Linked DNA regions of Macaca mulatta: region 1 is linked to region 2. A link is a contact called in public Hi-C data. All regions are on one chromosome and are shown on one strand. The core of a region is the stretch at or near the end of the contact, and the rest is flanking DNA. Distances in the headings are between cores, read along the strand shown.

Region 1 (6,873 bases), core at 880-3,379, 1.6 Mb before region 2:
TCATAGTTCACTACAGCCTTGAACTCCTGGATTTAATAGATCCTCTGGCCTTAGCAACAGGTGTGTGCCACCACACTTGGCTAATTTTTATTTTTTATTTTATTTTTTGTAGAGATGGGGTTTCACTATGTTGCCCACACTGATCTCAAACTCTTGGCCTCAAGTGATCCTTCTGCCTTGACCTCCCAAAGTGCTGAGGTTACAGGCAGGAACCATAGCAGCCTGGCCAAAGAGTAATAAACATTGAAAACTCATCCCTTCCTACTGCATTTTTCCATTATCTATGTTCTTGGTTCTTTATGGCTGTTGTATGTAGGTGGTGAAAATACCATGTGATGGTGTGCTTCTGTGCTTCCCTCCCCAACTCCCACCCCTCACTAAACTCCATGTTGCTAAATCCCCAACTTGTGTTTAGTGACATTGAGTTGGCATCTTTAAACATGGTAGGAGTATTTACACCACAGGAATCAGCAACCTTTGGAAATCAGGGCCTTGCGTGATTTATGCTTTAAAGGAGAGCTGTTTGTTAAACATTTTTCAGTTCACCTCAGGATTCAGTGGACAAATGGAGACACTGGTGCTAAAACAAAGTGCTGACAGTTCAGCCACAGGAACAAGAGGGAAGGCAGGGCATTTGGTCTGGTTGGTAGAGAGGTGGCAGAGCGATGTGACCTACTGACTAAGTGAAAATGGAAGTAAGGTAATGACTGGAGTATAAGACTGGGAACAAAGATGTGAGAGGTGTGAGGTGAGAGGAATGTGGGAGAGTAAGTGGATTAGAGAAATTCAGTACTTTCTTTTTTCTTTTTCTTTTTTTTGAGATGGAGTCTTGCTCTTGTTGCCCAGGCTGGAGTGTAATGGGCGATCTCCGCTCACTGCAACCTCCGTCTCCCTGGTTCAAGCGATTCTCCTGCCTCAGTCTCCTGTGTAGCTGGGACTACAGGCACCCGTCACCACGCCCAGCTAATTTTTGTATTTTTAGGAGAGACGGGGAGAGACGGGGTTTCACCATATTGGCCAGGCTGGTCTCGAACTCCGGACCAGGTGATCCGCCCACCTTGGCCTCCCAAAGCGCTGGGATTACAGGCGTGAGTCACCGTGCCCGGCCAGAAATTCGGTACTTTCATAGTGTATTTGGTACCATTAAAAGGCGCCATAGGGTTAGTGGTTATGAATTTAAAAGATGCCTGTCACAGTGGGTGTGTATTTTCCTCCAGCCCCTTCCGGTGGCTTGGGTAGGGACAGTCAGAGGAGAGCTAGATTTACACAAGGCTAGGGTTTTGCCAGACCAGTGTGACTGTGTACAGCAGGGGCGAGCAAGATGGCAAAATCGTAAAAGTCATCACCTCGGAGACCCTCCATAATCACCCTCGCTAAAATCATGCCCGCGCCCGTGTCACTTTAACCGATTATTGTGTTTATTTTCCCAGCTTGTTGATTGGGTGTGAAATCAGCCGGCTCATGTGTTTCCTCCCGGCAGAATCCGCAGTGCCCACCGCAGCGCTGGGGCATAGGAGGTCTCAGAACCGTGCTGAATACACGGATGAACGTGCTGGTTCTCCTAACATCTGGGCGTTGCAGTAAAGAATAATACTCGCAACTCTTTTGTATCCTCTAGTTCCCTGCTCCGTGGTGTTTAACCTCAGCGAGCAAAGGAACTTAACTGCAGGGTTGGATGCACTAAAACGAGGTTCTTATTCCCGAGGCAATCTTGACCTTACACAAGGCCCAACCCCAAGCCTCAGAGGCAGCTGCCTGGTGGCGTGAGTAATGCTGGCCTTTGTCACACCAGACCTTCCTTATTAATATTTTCCCGTGCTGCCAACCACGGCTTATTCTGTGACTCCAGGCGGTGATACCATAAACGCACAAGCCCAAGGTCCAGGTTTCCTGGGGCGGGGCGTGATGGCTTCCAGGCAGAGAAGCTTCTTTCGGCAGGCGCGGCCGCGGGAGGGTACCAGGGCCGCTCAGGCGCCGCCAGCGTGGAGACCGCGGGGCCCTAGGTGCTCTGGGCGCGCTCCAGCACCTCCCGCGCTCTACAACACCCGCCTCCGTGACTCTGGGCGTAGGGGCAGGGGCGTGGGCGTGGCCCACTGCGCGTTTCTCCGAGTGGCCAATAAAGTTTCGAAAGTTTGAAAAGCGGAGGAAAAAGGCCACGCCCATGTGGCTGTCCAAGTGTGGGCGCCTGCGGGCCTCGGCGGAGCCTTGGGCTGCTCTGCGCTCGCGGAGGCGTGGCCGGTGCGCGGGGCCCGGGGAGCGCGGGGATGGGGGTCTCGGTGGACGTGCACCAGGTGTACAAGTACCCCTTCGAGCAGGTGGTCGCCAGCTTTCTCCGAAAGGTACCGCCCCGCTTCCACCCTCCGGATCCCGCGCTGCCTCCGCTGCTTGCCCCCTCTCCTCTCCTCCATCCACGCGGAAGCTGGCATCGTCCGTCTCTCTCTCCAGCCGCGGGCTTTGCTTCAGGGATGTGTGGGTCGAGAGGGATTTCCTCGAAAACTCCCCTTACAGGGAGCGGGAAAAGGCGCCGTGCTTGGCATCACGTTCACACCTGCCCCAGCTGAAAGAAGAGGCTTTCCTTTCAGGAAGAGCCTCGGGGAATGCCAGCTCGCGAACTCCGTGGAGTTGCAGATGACCGACGTGTGGAGCTTTCCCGTTCATCACTGACCCCTTAAAAGCGAGGGGAGGCCATTGGGCAGTCATCCTGGTTTACTCAGCATTATCGTTCTGCCGCCTCTCCACTTCCCCTTATTAAACAGCTGTGGGACTTCGCGCAGCTTGCTTAGTCTCTCTGTGCCTTAGTTTGCTAATGTGTAAAATGGGGAAGATAATAGTACCGACTCAGAATTGTTGTGAGGATCCAGATGAGGTAACTTACGTAAAGTGCTTATCACAGCTGTGACCTAAATGAAGAAACTGAGGCAAAATCAATATAAAAAGAGAGTTTATTTGAGCCAAGTTTGAGGACTGCATCCTGGGAGTGAAGGTGCCCTGAGTACACATTCTGATGAGCAGAAGTCGAAAGTGGGTTTTTAAAGGAGAATAAGAAGCGGTTCCTAAGTTGTTTACCAAGAATTTATATTAAAATAATATAAACTATTGATTGGCTGTACATTGTTCTTTGTATCACAAATTCCGGGAACTTGAAGGTAATGGGTAAGGCATCTAACTGGTCGGGAACAAAATTGGGCTCGCAGGAATAGGTTGCTCGCAGGAATAGGTTGGGTGAGGAGGGCACCACCGAAGTCCTGTACTCTTGTCTCTCTGGGCTTGATCGGTTTTGCGTATTTCACTGTAACTCACACAATCTGCTCTGAGCTTTTTTTTTTTTTTCTTTCTCACTGCTACTGATGTTTAGTTAGGGCTCTAAAATGTTATTGTTGTTTGTATTACTACAACTGATTTCAATACAAGTAATGAACTCTTCCTCAATATTGAGTGGCCCTGAATCCTAAAGACTGTTTCTAGGGTTGTGGGTCCTGATAATAGGAAAATGGGAAATGTCTTTGAGAAATCGAAAGCGCCCAGGCCTGGGAGGTAGGACTCCTGTACTCTGGTCTGGTTCTATGTGTGGTTAGTTCTCTGGGTGACCTTGGCCGAGGGTCTTTTCTCTAGGCCTTAGTTTCCACATCTATAAGATGAAGGATTGTACCAGAAGATCTTTTAAGGTCCCCTTCAGTTTTCACTTTCTTAAGCAAGATTTGCAACAATTGCAGTTTGCCTTGGTTAGCAGCCACGGGACATTGAACTCCATATGCAACCCGGAAGCCAAACTAAGGGAGATGCTGGGAAGACGAAGGTCATTTGTTAAACGATAAGGCATAGCCTCCATTAGAGGAGGTGACACGGTAGCCCTGGTCACAGAGGAATGAGGAGGACACTGGTTAACATTTTTTTGCTATAGGGGGCCTCTTTAGAAGGAATGTCAGCTTGCTGATATGTTCATTGATTTTCAGTGTCTAGACTAGTGCCTAGCACCTACTAGGTATTTAATAAAAACCTGATCAATGAATAAAGGAATGAGTGATTTACAGATCTTTTGTAGACTTTGCCTTAGGCCAGGCTTCTGGACCCAAAAAGTAACAGCCAACACCCAATGTTTTTGTTAGGACTGGCACTTTGGAGTCTGGGTATTCTTATGCCACTGCTCCTTTGTAAAGTCTTTTTGGATTGTCATCATCAAGAGTTAGTCGATCTCCACCTTCTCAGAACTCTCAGGGCACTCTGTCTAGGCCTTGCTGACCTTCTGCAGTGTCGGATGGTGACTTCTGTCCGTGTTGTATTTCCCATTAGACTCTCAAGTTTTTAAAGGTGAGACTCACTCCTGCAGAAGCACACAACACAATGCCAAGTTCTCATTTACGGAGGTCTCGGTGCATTGTCAGCTTTTGGAAAATGCTTTTCTTTTGTTGAATAGATACTTATCTTCTGTGTGCTAAGCTTTGTGCTAGGTGCTAGAAAAATGTGGGAGGTCACCACAGACCCTGTTCTCATGGAACTGATGGTGTGTAGTGGGTGAGATTAACATAAATAAATGATGAGCAAACGAACACAAAATTCAAATTGATGCTGTGTACTTATAAAAGGAAAATACATGGTGCTCGAATACAGCAGGGAGGCCTGCTGAAGTCAGACAGGGTGATCTTTAGGAAAGGCTTCCCTGAAGAAGTGGCACTTGTGAAATGATGGCTGAAGCATGAATAGAAGTTTCCTAGGAAGACTGGGTGTGTGGTGTGTGGTGTGGCATGGTGTGTGTGTGTATGTGCGCTCATGTGTGCTTTCCATACTTTATCATGTTTACTGCTGCCAACACCCTCAGGAAGTAGTTATGATTAATTTCCATTTTACAATATAGAGAAACTGAGGACCAGAGAAGTCCAAGTGCCTTCCTCAAGTTCCTACAGCTAGCAGGTAGGACAGCCAGTATTTTAACACACGGATCCAAAACTCACACCCTGAGTCACCAGGCTCTGCTGCATTGCATATAATAGGCGCTTCCAACAATCATTGAGGGAATACAGTGTTTCAGAATCAACTTTGCTGGCCGAGTGCAGCAGCTCACGCCTATAATCCCAGCACTTTGGGAGGCCGAGGCTGGTGGATCACTTGAGGTCAGGAGTCAAGACCAGCCTGGCTAACATGGCGAAACCCCATCTCTACCAAAAATACAAAAAATTAGCCAGGTGTGGTGGCCTATGCCTGTAATCCCAGCTACTCAGGAGGCTAAGATGAGAATCACTTGAACCCAGGAGGTGGAGGTCGCAGTGAGCCAAGATCACACCATTGCACTCCGGCCTGGGTAACAGAGCAAGACTTTGTCTCAAAAACAAAAACAAACAAGCCCAAAAAACTTTGCTGTGCTCAATCTGTTTTCTTTTGTTCACAGTCTTCTCTCAGAGTTTGCTTAGCTGTGTGGATCTGTTGTCCCTGATATAAAGGTATAACTTGGATGTATGTTAGGGTGAGAACACAGAATGTTTAAGTTATCTATTGGTATGTAACAAACCGCTCCAAAATTTAATGACTTAAACCAACGACAGGCTTTTAATTTTCACAATTCTGTGAGTTGACTAAGCTCATGTGGTTGGTTTTTGTGTGCTGTGTGGTATAGCTGAGGTCACTTATATAGCTATATTCAGTTAGAACCTGTTGTAATTCTTATAAAATATTTAGCAGAGTACCTGGTACATAGTGAACATGAACTATGGAAGGGAAGAACTGGGAAAGGCAGAACTGAGAAAGGCAGAACTGGGAATATCAGAACTGGGAAATGGAAGGCGGAACTGGGAAAACAAGGGACAAACATTTGGAGACTAAAGATCTAGTGATGGAACAGTGTTAACGTCATGCATGTCACTGTACTTCCTTTCTTTCTATTCATTCATAAAGGAATCCTTCAGAGATTTCTTGAAAGGAGCTATGTGGCTATTTATAAGATGTCAGTAAATCCATTTGCTGGGTGAATTTTCCCCTTATGTTATTCAAAGCCATGAACTGGAATTCAGTAGACCTGGATCCTAATCATTATGCTTTCACTGTTAGGTTGGGTGGCCATGGAAAACCGTTTTCACCATCCTATACTGTGTCCTTGTCCAAATTAGAAAAGGCATCTTTTAGGGGTCCACTTCATAAGCTCACAGTTCATAGGGCTGGTGGAAAGCAAATGAGACTATTTATGCAAATTAGAAAATGGTACTCCTTCCTCTAGGTGGGTGCAGTCCTGTGCCCATGGGTGCACTTGACGAGGAGCCCTTGTGCAGTGAGTAACATCACAACTGTGTAAGCCCTAGTTTCTCCTCTGTGAAAATGGTAATGCCACCTACCCCACCTACCTTCCAGGGTTGTTGTGAGGATATCACATGTGTTGACAGTTTGAAAAGCTTTTTTTTTATAAACCTAGGGTAGTAATAATTATCTTTTTGGCAAAATACACTTTTATTTTTCTTTCAGTCTTTATGATTTTTGTTTCAAAGGAAAGCACTTGGCAGAAGGGACAATCATCTGAGGATCCCTGGGAAGTATTTAATCTGATTTTGCACAATGGTATGTTTGAAGCTGCTTTAGCACTGAAGAAGTTCTATTTTAAATCAAATCTACTGATCTATGGCTTTTGGTTTGTTAGCAGTTGCCTTCCAAGTTATAATATACTACTGTTTTTAAAACCTGAAGAATGTTTGCTCTTCTTACATCTGCCTGTTGAATACCACAGGCAAAATATTAGCTGCATGCTTTCAAAGCTAAATGACACTGTGAAAACAAACAATATGATACCCTTTGTTCGTGAAATATAGTATTTCTCAATAAACTTCATGGAGGAATGTTATGAAACCCAAAATGGTTTATTCATTGGATGCTGAACTGTATGTATTCCAAGAA
Region 2 (7,029 bases), core at 4,469-6,968:
CACATACCTTATGATTTTGGCCACTCTGCTATCCCTGATGTTTCACTTTGAATGTGCCAATACCATATCTCTAGAAGTAATAAAAATTGAAATTCTTACAGGTTGAGTATCCCTTACTCAAAATGCCTGAACCGGACACGTTTCAGATTTTGGATTTTTTCAGATTTTATGATATTTGCACATACGTAATGGCATATCTTGGGGCTAAGACTCAAGTCTGAACATGCAATTCATTTATGTTTTATATGCACATTATACACATAGCCTGAATGTAATCGTATACAATAGTTTTAATAATTGGGACATGAAACAAAGTTTGTGTTGAGTACTTATGTGTGGAATTTTCCACTTGTGGCACCATGCTGGCTCTCAAGAGGTTTTGGATTTTGAATCCTTTTGGATATGGTATTTTTGAATTAGGGATGTTCAACCTGTACTGGGATCTTTCAAATAGCCAGGAGAAAAAAAAAACTAGAATCATTTTAGGGTAAATGCACTTCCACCTGTTTTTCTTATGAAAGCACATGCTCTTATTGAAGCTTGTTAAAGTCAATCTTACCTAAATTATTCACAGTGGCCAAAGCATATATTTCTCCCCAATACAAGGTCACACAGCTGAATTATAAGTGGAAGATAATTTCTTGATCTACTTTTTTCCGACAGCCTATCTTAATCAATAATCCTGAAGATATATACTGCATCTAAAAGGCAATTTAGAGACTTCTGTGGAAGCAACTGTAAATTTTAGGAAAATAAGTAAAGAGAAGAAAGGTTAAAATGCACTTACAAGCTGCAATTTGTTGAAAAGATGATGAATCAATGTGTCTGCTTCTATAATTCACAGAATTCAGAGTGTATGTTTTCAGAATAAGTGTCCTATGAATTAACCTCCCTATGTGTGGTGATGTTATCACAGCTTTATTAGAGGCAAATGCCTTTAAATCTTAGTGCTTTCAGGCATTTGGCTGAAGTAACTCACTCATGAGTAGGCTTTTGGAAATGTGCATAATTCTCTCCAACCAAGAACAGTCTTCCCACTCTCTCAGGCATCAGAAGATGGCTCTGGAAATAAAGGTTCATTTATTTCCATGCACCTGTCATTTGGTTCCTAAGTGATGTGAATTGTCATTGAGTATCTAGTTCAAAATCAGGACTTGTCTTTTCCAAATTACATAGATCTCATTTTATTTAGAGGTGAATCAAGAAGGCATTTTATGATATTTATGACCTCACCTTCCACATAATGCTTGAAAAGTAATTATTCAGTCAGTTGGGTGGGAAAGGAGTAAAGAAGCCTTCTTATTGTTTTAAATTAAAGCAAAGGACATGTCTAAAATACTTTGTAAGACAATCCCTAGGGTAGACGTTTCTTTTCTATGTTCCTGTATCACTCATATTAACTCTTTTAGTTGTGGATAAGTGAATCATAATCCATAGCATTTCACCTGTATTTTGGTGTGTAAGTGATGTAGACAAACACATTTCTTACCTTCCTCTTAAGCACATACAAACACCTGTTGACTTTTTCATTGTTCATAGTTCTACGCTAACAAAACACACACTCAAAACCACCTGATAGTGACCATCAACTCTAGGTCCACATGAAAATGTAAATGAGGTAAGAATCTAACTTATTCATGGTTGATAGGTAGATTTCGGTCTACCAAATTTTTCTTGGAAGACTCAGAAGAAAAAATAGGCAAACAAGGAAACAAGAAGTCTCTCCCCATGATTATGAACCATCATGCAATGCACTAATTTCTTGCTGTTTATTTTTTACTGAGATATTGATCCATGCAAAGTGACTCTGCATTATTCCTGTGTTATCAAAAAAGACTGATTGCCTAAACTGTTAATTCCTTAGATGTAAGGAGCTTGTGTGTGGGTGTGTGTGTGTGTATGTGTGTGTGTGTGTGTGTATATATATGTATGTATGTATGTATATGTATGTATTTCCCCCTAAGCCCAGGAGGAAGTTGAGTTCCTTTGTGAAAAGCATCTTTGCATGCAGCCAACTCCCTGCTTTAGAGCATCTCCCATGGTTTCGGCCCATTAACCCGAGCACAACAGCTTGATGAATTAATGCTTATATAGGCACAGTTGGCAGCTTCTAATTAAATAATTATGGCTAAGCAGCTGCACGGAAGCTGTTATGCACCCTAGAAAGCCAGCTGTCAGTTTTATTGGTCCTAAGACAGAGGAAGAGTTAACACTTAGCTCTGGATGTTGGGTACAAAGGGGAAGCATATCATTTGCAAGATATATGCTGCTGGTATGAAGTTCCTGCGCATTTGTGCTAGCCTGTCCATGGAGAGATGGAGAACAAACTATTCCTCAGCAATCTCTCAGCAATTCAACAAAGAAAGAAGAAATGACATAGTCAGGAGAATGGAGCCTGTCCAGAGCAATCTAAAGGGAAATTGTGTTGGACAGATGAGCCTTTGATGAACACAGAAATGCCACTGGTAGACAAATAAATTTCAGTGTGTGGGTCTCATTTCTGTAAGCAAGTGACTATAAATCCAATGTGGTCTTTCTGGGGGGTATAACTGGTATGTTTTCATTTATGTGGTTGAAGCTTCTTATGATGCTATGTTTTCAAATATTCAAAATTGGAGAACATGGTAAATATTACAAAGCTGCATGGGAACCATCTCTAAGATGTACTTCTCCAAAAAGTTTGGAGAAGATATTTCTTCTTTAGAACGATAGATAATGTCATATTCCTTTATACAAAGCTAAAAAGGCAGAATCTTATCTCTACACTAGTGAGAAATTTACCAAAAGGAAGAAAACAATACCTGTCCACTAGGCTCTAGCATAAAGGAAGATATAGACTGTAGATAAAGGCCACAGATAGGATTAATGAACCAAATGATGTTTGTTATTGCACATCAGTATACTCCTGAACTGATTACTGATTTCATTTTTTTCCACAGGTTGTTCTGGCTATGCAATACGTGTGCCTTCACTTCTCAAAACCAAATGTGTGACAGCTTAGTAGAGAACAACTTGGCTTCCCACTAGCCTCTTCACCAAGGTTTCCAGCACCATTGCCAAATGAATAAACATAACTAAGGAAGAAAACCAGTCCAAGAAAGTCAGTCCTACTTTTATGTTTAAAGAAATTTAGATATTTTAATTCTGAATTCTGGATTTGTTTTAGAATAAGAATACAGGAAATCAAATGTTAACACTGGAAACACATTTCTTGTGGAATTTACTTCACCCAACTCCTGGGCCTGTTGAAAACTGGCAGTTAAAATCGAGTACCAAAGAGTGCAGGCTGATTTACTCTTCCTTTCAGAGATCAATGGCTCATAGTTTATAGTTTAGAATAATGCCATATCATAAAATGAGGAATCTGCAGGGTATCTTCATTTAAGCAAATGAACTTACCTCTAAGAACCCCTTACTTAAAAGGCTTCAGTATCATTGTTTCATTTCTTCCCTCTCTGGTTTCCTTTTATGTCAGTAATTCTATCACCTCAGCTGTCTGAAGGTGTTTGCATGTGATTGACAATTCTCAAGGATCTAGTTCCTTTTAGATAGATCTTAAATGAAGTTCAGCTTAATTAAGTCTGCAGTGCAACTCAGGTCTCAGTACAAAAGGCTTCAGAATCAAACAGCAGATTTGTAAAACCCTTAAAAGCAAATTTTAGACTTGGGGGGAGGAGGGGGCCTTTCAGCAGTCTGTACTGCCATCTAGCCAAGACCACATTATTCATGGCAACATCCATTTGTGTTTTCAAAGCCCCTGATGAAAGCAAGTCTTCAGCAACCAGCTTAATAGACCTCAAAGTCCAGCTAAATGAATAGACAGCAGTAATTTTTCCACTGAGTATACCAAGCTCCTATGGACAAACAGCCAAGATGCAATCATCAACCTTATTTTCACAATTCAATATTTGGCAAAAAAAAAAAAAAGATATACATGCTTGTTTCCATTTTACATATTGCATATACCAACATCATTTGCATCTTGTGATTTTGGAGGCCTTTGAATATTCTGTGACCTCATTGGATAAAAGTTGCCTTAGGTTAATCATGAGAGCTGAATTATAACCTCTAATTCTCTAACTATAACTCAAGAGTTAAAAGAATTCCAAACCATGTTCCTTAGGTATGGACAGAACACACAGACCATATACATTTGCGAAGAGAATTGACACACATAAAAAATTAAAAGAACCCTTTGTACTTACGGTAGAAGACATATTCAGTGTAGCTTGACCAGATCTTGTCATCTGTATATTGGTTGATGAAAGATGCTGTCACCGATGAGTTACAGGCCACCATGTGGAATCCACACTCTGACAACATATCAAAAGCCCTTTCCAGGTGCTTGAATTTGAGATAAAATCTGGAGGTGTATCTTTCTGGGGCTCGATCAGGGTCTCTGCTTTCATTCAAAGTTTCTCCAAAGACTTCTTTTGCCAAGGAAATCCTTCCACAAACCAAAATCCGGGGAACTCTCCGAAACTTGGCATCTGCCTGTCCCTCTCTGCCCAAGGTGCAGGATCCTCTGTAACCCACAGTAATGAAACCCCACTTGCGGTCGGTGGGGAGCAGGGAGGAAGGGGGACAGATTCTTGTGTCGCTTCCTTGGGAGGCATCTTCAAAGTCACTGTGGCAGAATTCATCTGGGCTTTGCTTGATTTCATCAGGGGTCAGGAGTTTGACCAAGTCCGGGAGCTGGAAGTATTCAGCTTCCCTTTTCAGTCTTCCTTTTTCTGGAAAGTGATCAGGCAGGACCACCTGCCTGTCCCTGAGATAGTCCAGAATATAACGGAACAAGAATCCATCTCTGTCAATGAAAAACCTTCCCTTAGAGTCCTTGGCTAGATCATTAGCCGTGTCTCTCTTTGGGGAAAACATTTTCCACAGGAAGGAATGAGGGATGCTTATCAATGTGGAATGGCGAGTAAAATAAACTTGACCCCCAACATTCAGCTCTACTACCTCAGGGAAGGAGTTTGGAACTGCGGCCCCTTGCTCTCGAGGATAATAACGACTACAGTTTCCACTCAGAGCCATTGTCCCTTTCTTCTGCTGCTGCTATTTTGATTTGAAGGTGCAATCCAATGGAGTCACAGCCTTATCCTTCGGATCAACTTGTAAGAAAGGGAAAAGGATGCTAACTTATTAAAAAATGACCTCCTCTTATCCCAGGTTTTTTCCCCCAAGAAAGCAAAATGTATAAGAGTCCACAGGTGAAGTGATGCTGAAAAAGTAGTTTAAACCCTGGATGGTAGATGGTAGTGAGCTGTTACTTCATAGAATATAATCAACTCATCTATATCCAATCTTCCGTCAAGCTCACAGGCAAGGCAGGCCAATTCCCCAGTTACTCAGATGTCCGTCTGAAGGAAAAGAGAAAAATTATTTCCTCAAACCCGGAATGAGTCAGAAAAAGAGAGTCCTCTGGAGAGAGAGAGAGGGAGGGAGGGAAAAACAGAGGGAGGGAGAGAGAGATTATTTTACATAAGCAGCTCTGGAACTACTGATCTCAGTCATTCTTCAATTAAATCATGCTTCTCTCATGCGATTTTGTGTCTACATGTTTATCTATAAGCCTCTGTCTCCAGCAATTAGTATGAAAAACAATTTTACTTGTAAGTCTACCTTAAAAAGAAACATGCAATTTTCAACTTCTAAATGGGGTTTTCTTTCAGCTGGACAGGAAAAGCAATAAGTCTTAGAGCTTACCTTAGTGAGTGCTGGAGACCCAGTTCTTGTGAAAAAAAAATAATAATAACCATTTGTAAAGCAATCAGAATCCACAGCCAAACTGAGTCTGGATCTTGTCAAATCCCAAACAGGTAAACGACCGAGGTATCAATGAAAAGTGCCAGAGAGGTGTGCTCTTGGAAAATAACTATTATATGTATGTATTTATATAAATGCCTATTTGTGTTTATGTAAGTATGTAGGTACATATGTATTCACTCCGTATCTTAAGTTAAAACAAGTCACAAAAAAGTTAAACCGTGATGAGAGGAGGTTGGGTTGAAGAAGTAAAGCAGAGAAAATATTCAACCAAAGCTTCCCCGTGGGGGGGAAAAATGGAAAAAGAAATCTTTGGAAAGGATCCTTAGAAGAGAGTTGCAAGAGGTACCAGGACTTAGAAGCTTTTCAGAAAGCCCAGAAGCAGAAAGATGGAGAGACGTGCCCTGCTGGGGTCCCAGGTAGCCACCCCACCTGCCGGCAAGGGCAAACAGACTCCCATGTTCCCAGCCAGGTGGGAGCCGGTGGGAGCCAGAGGCCAACGCAGCGCAGAGATGCCGGCGGGGGGCCCGGGGCTCCGGCTTCTCTGGTGGCGGAGCTGGGTGGTTCCACAGTTCCCAGTGCAGTTCGGATGCTGTTGTTTCAGCAGTGCAGGCAAGAAACCATCCAGGGAAATGACTATTACATCATCTTAAAGGAATATGGCTTAGAGGAAGCGGCGGCAGCTCCGAGTCACGTCCTCCTCCGTGACAGGTTGCCAGGACTGCATGGGGACGCCGCGCTCCAGCGGTGGGCACGCGATTGCCGGGCGCGCGGGGCTTGGGGCGGAGACGCAGTGCTGCGCAGCCACTTCCCTCCCTGTCCTGTCCTGGAGTCTGGAGTTTCCAAGGGCCTTTTCATTCTTTCTTGTTTTCACCTCCACCACCATCACCATCCCACAGCAAATCCCCGCCCCCCACCCAAGAGGTAAGTTGTGAGATAAACACAAGTGACTTTTTATTTGAAAAATCTACAAATCTTCCCCCCTCCCCCTTATCCCCTTCCCGCTCACGGAATTCCTGCTGAAGGGCAAATTTCTCTCTAAAGCTTGCTTTAAAACACAGACACGCACACCAAATGACCCCAATGTTCAAACTACAAAGTGGGTTTTATTTAATCCTTTGATTTAAACCATATACACTCAAATTCTCTCTTTTTTCTTTTCTGTTTCGTCTGCCTGCCACCACAACCCCTAGCAAATAAATAAATAACTATTAATATATACGTAGATGGGTAGATAAATAAACACTCTCTGAAATTAAT

The links. A called contact is a pair of places that touch in the nucleus more often than the background predicts.
Region 1: a contact with region 2 is called in a Hi-C map of fetal cortex germinal zone, with 4 times the contacts expected there. The contact joins the promoter of PRELID2 here to the promoter of KCTD16 in region 2. A contact is called at or near these places in 5 of 14 Hi-C or Micro-C datasets (CD4 T cells, cortical neurons, fetal cortex germinal zone and 2 more).

Annotation. Positions count from the first base shown.
Region 1 is chr6:154,721,740-154,728,612 of T2T-MMU8v2.0, reverse strand. PRELID2 (PRELI domain containing 2) reads left to right here and starts at 2,129. Exons shown (of 7, transcript XM_001099038.5): 1 at 2,129-2,339. The coding sequence starts at 2,265.
Region 2 is chr6:153,077,514-153,084,542 of T2T-MMU8v2.0, reverse strand. KCTD16 (potassium channel tetramerization domain containing 16) reads right to left here and starts at 5,718. Exons shown (of 3, transcript NM_001266825.1): 1 at 5,710-5,718; 2 at 4,206-5,363. The coding sequence starts at 5,037.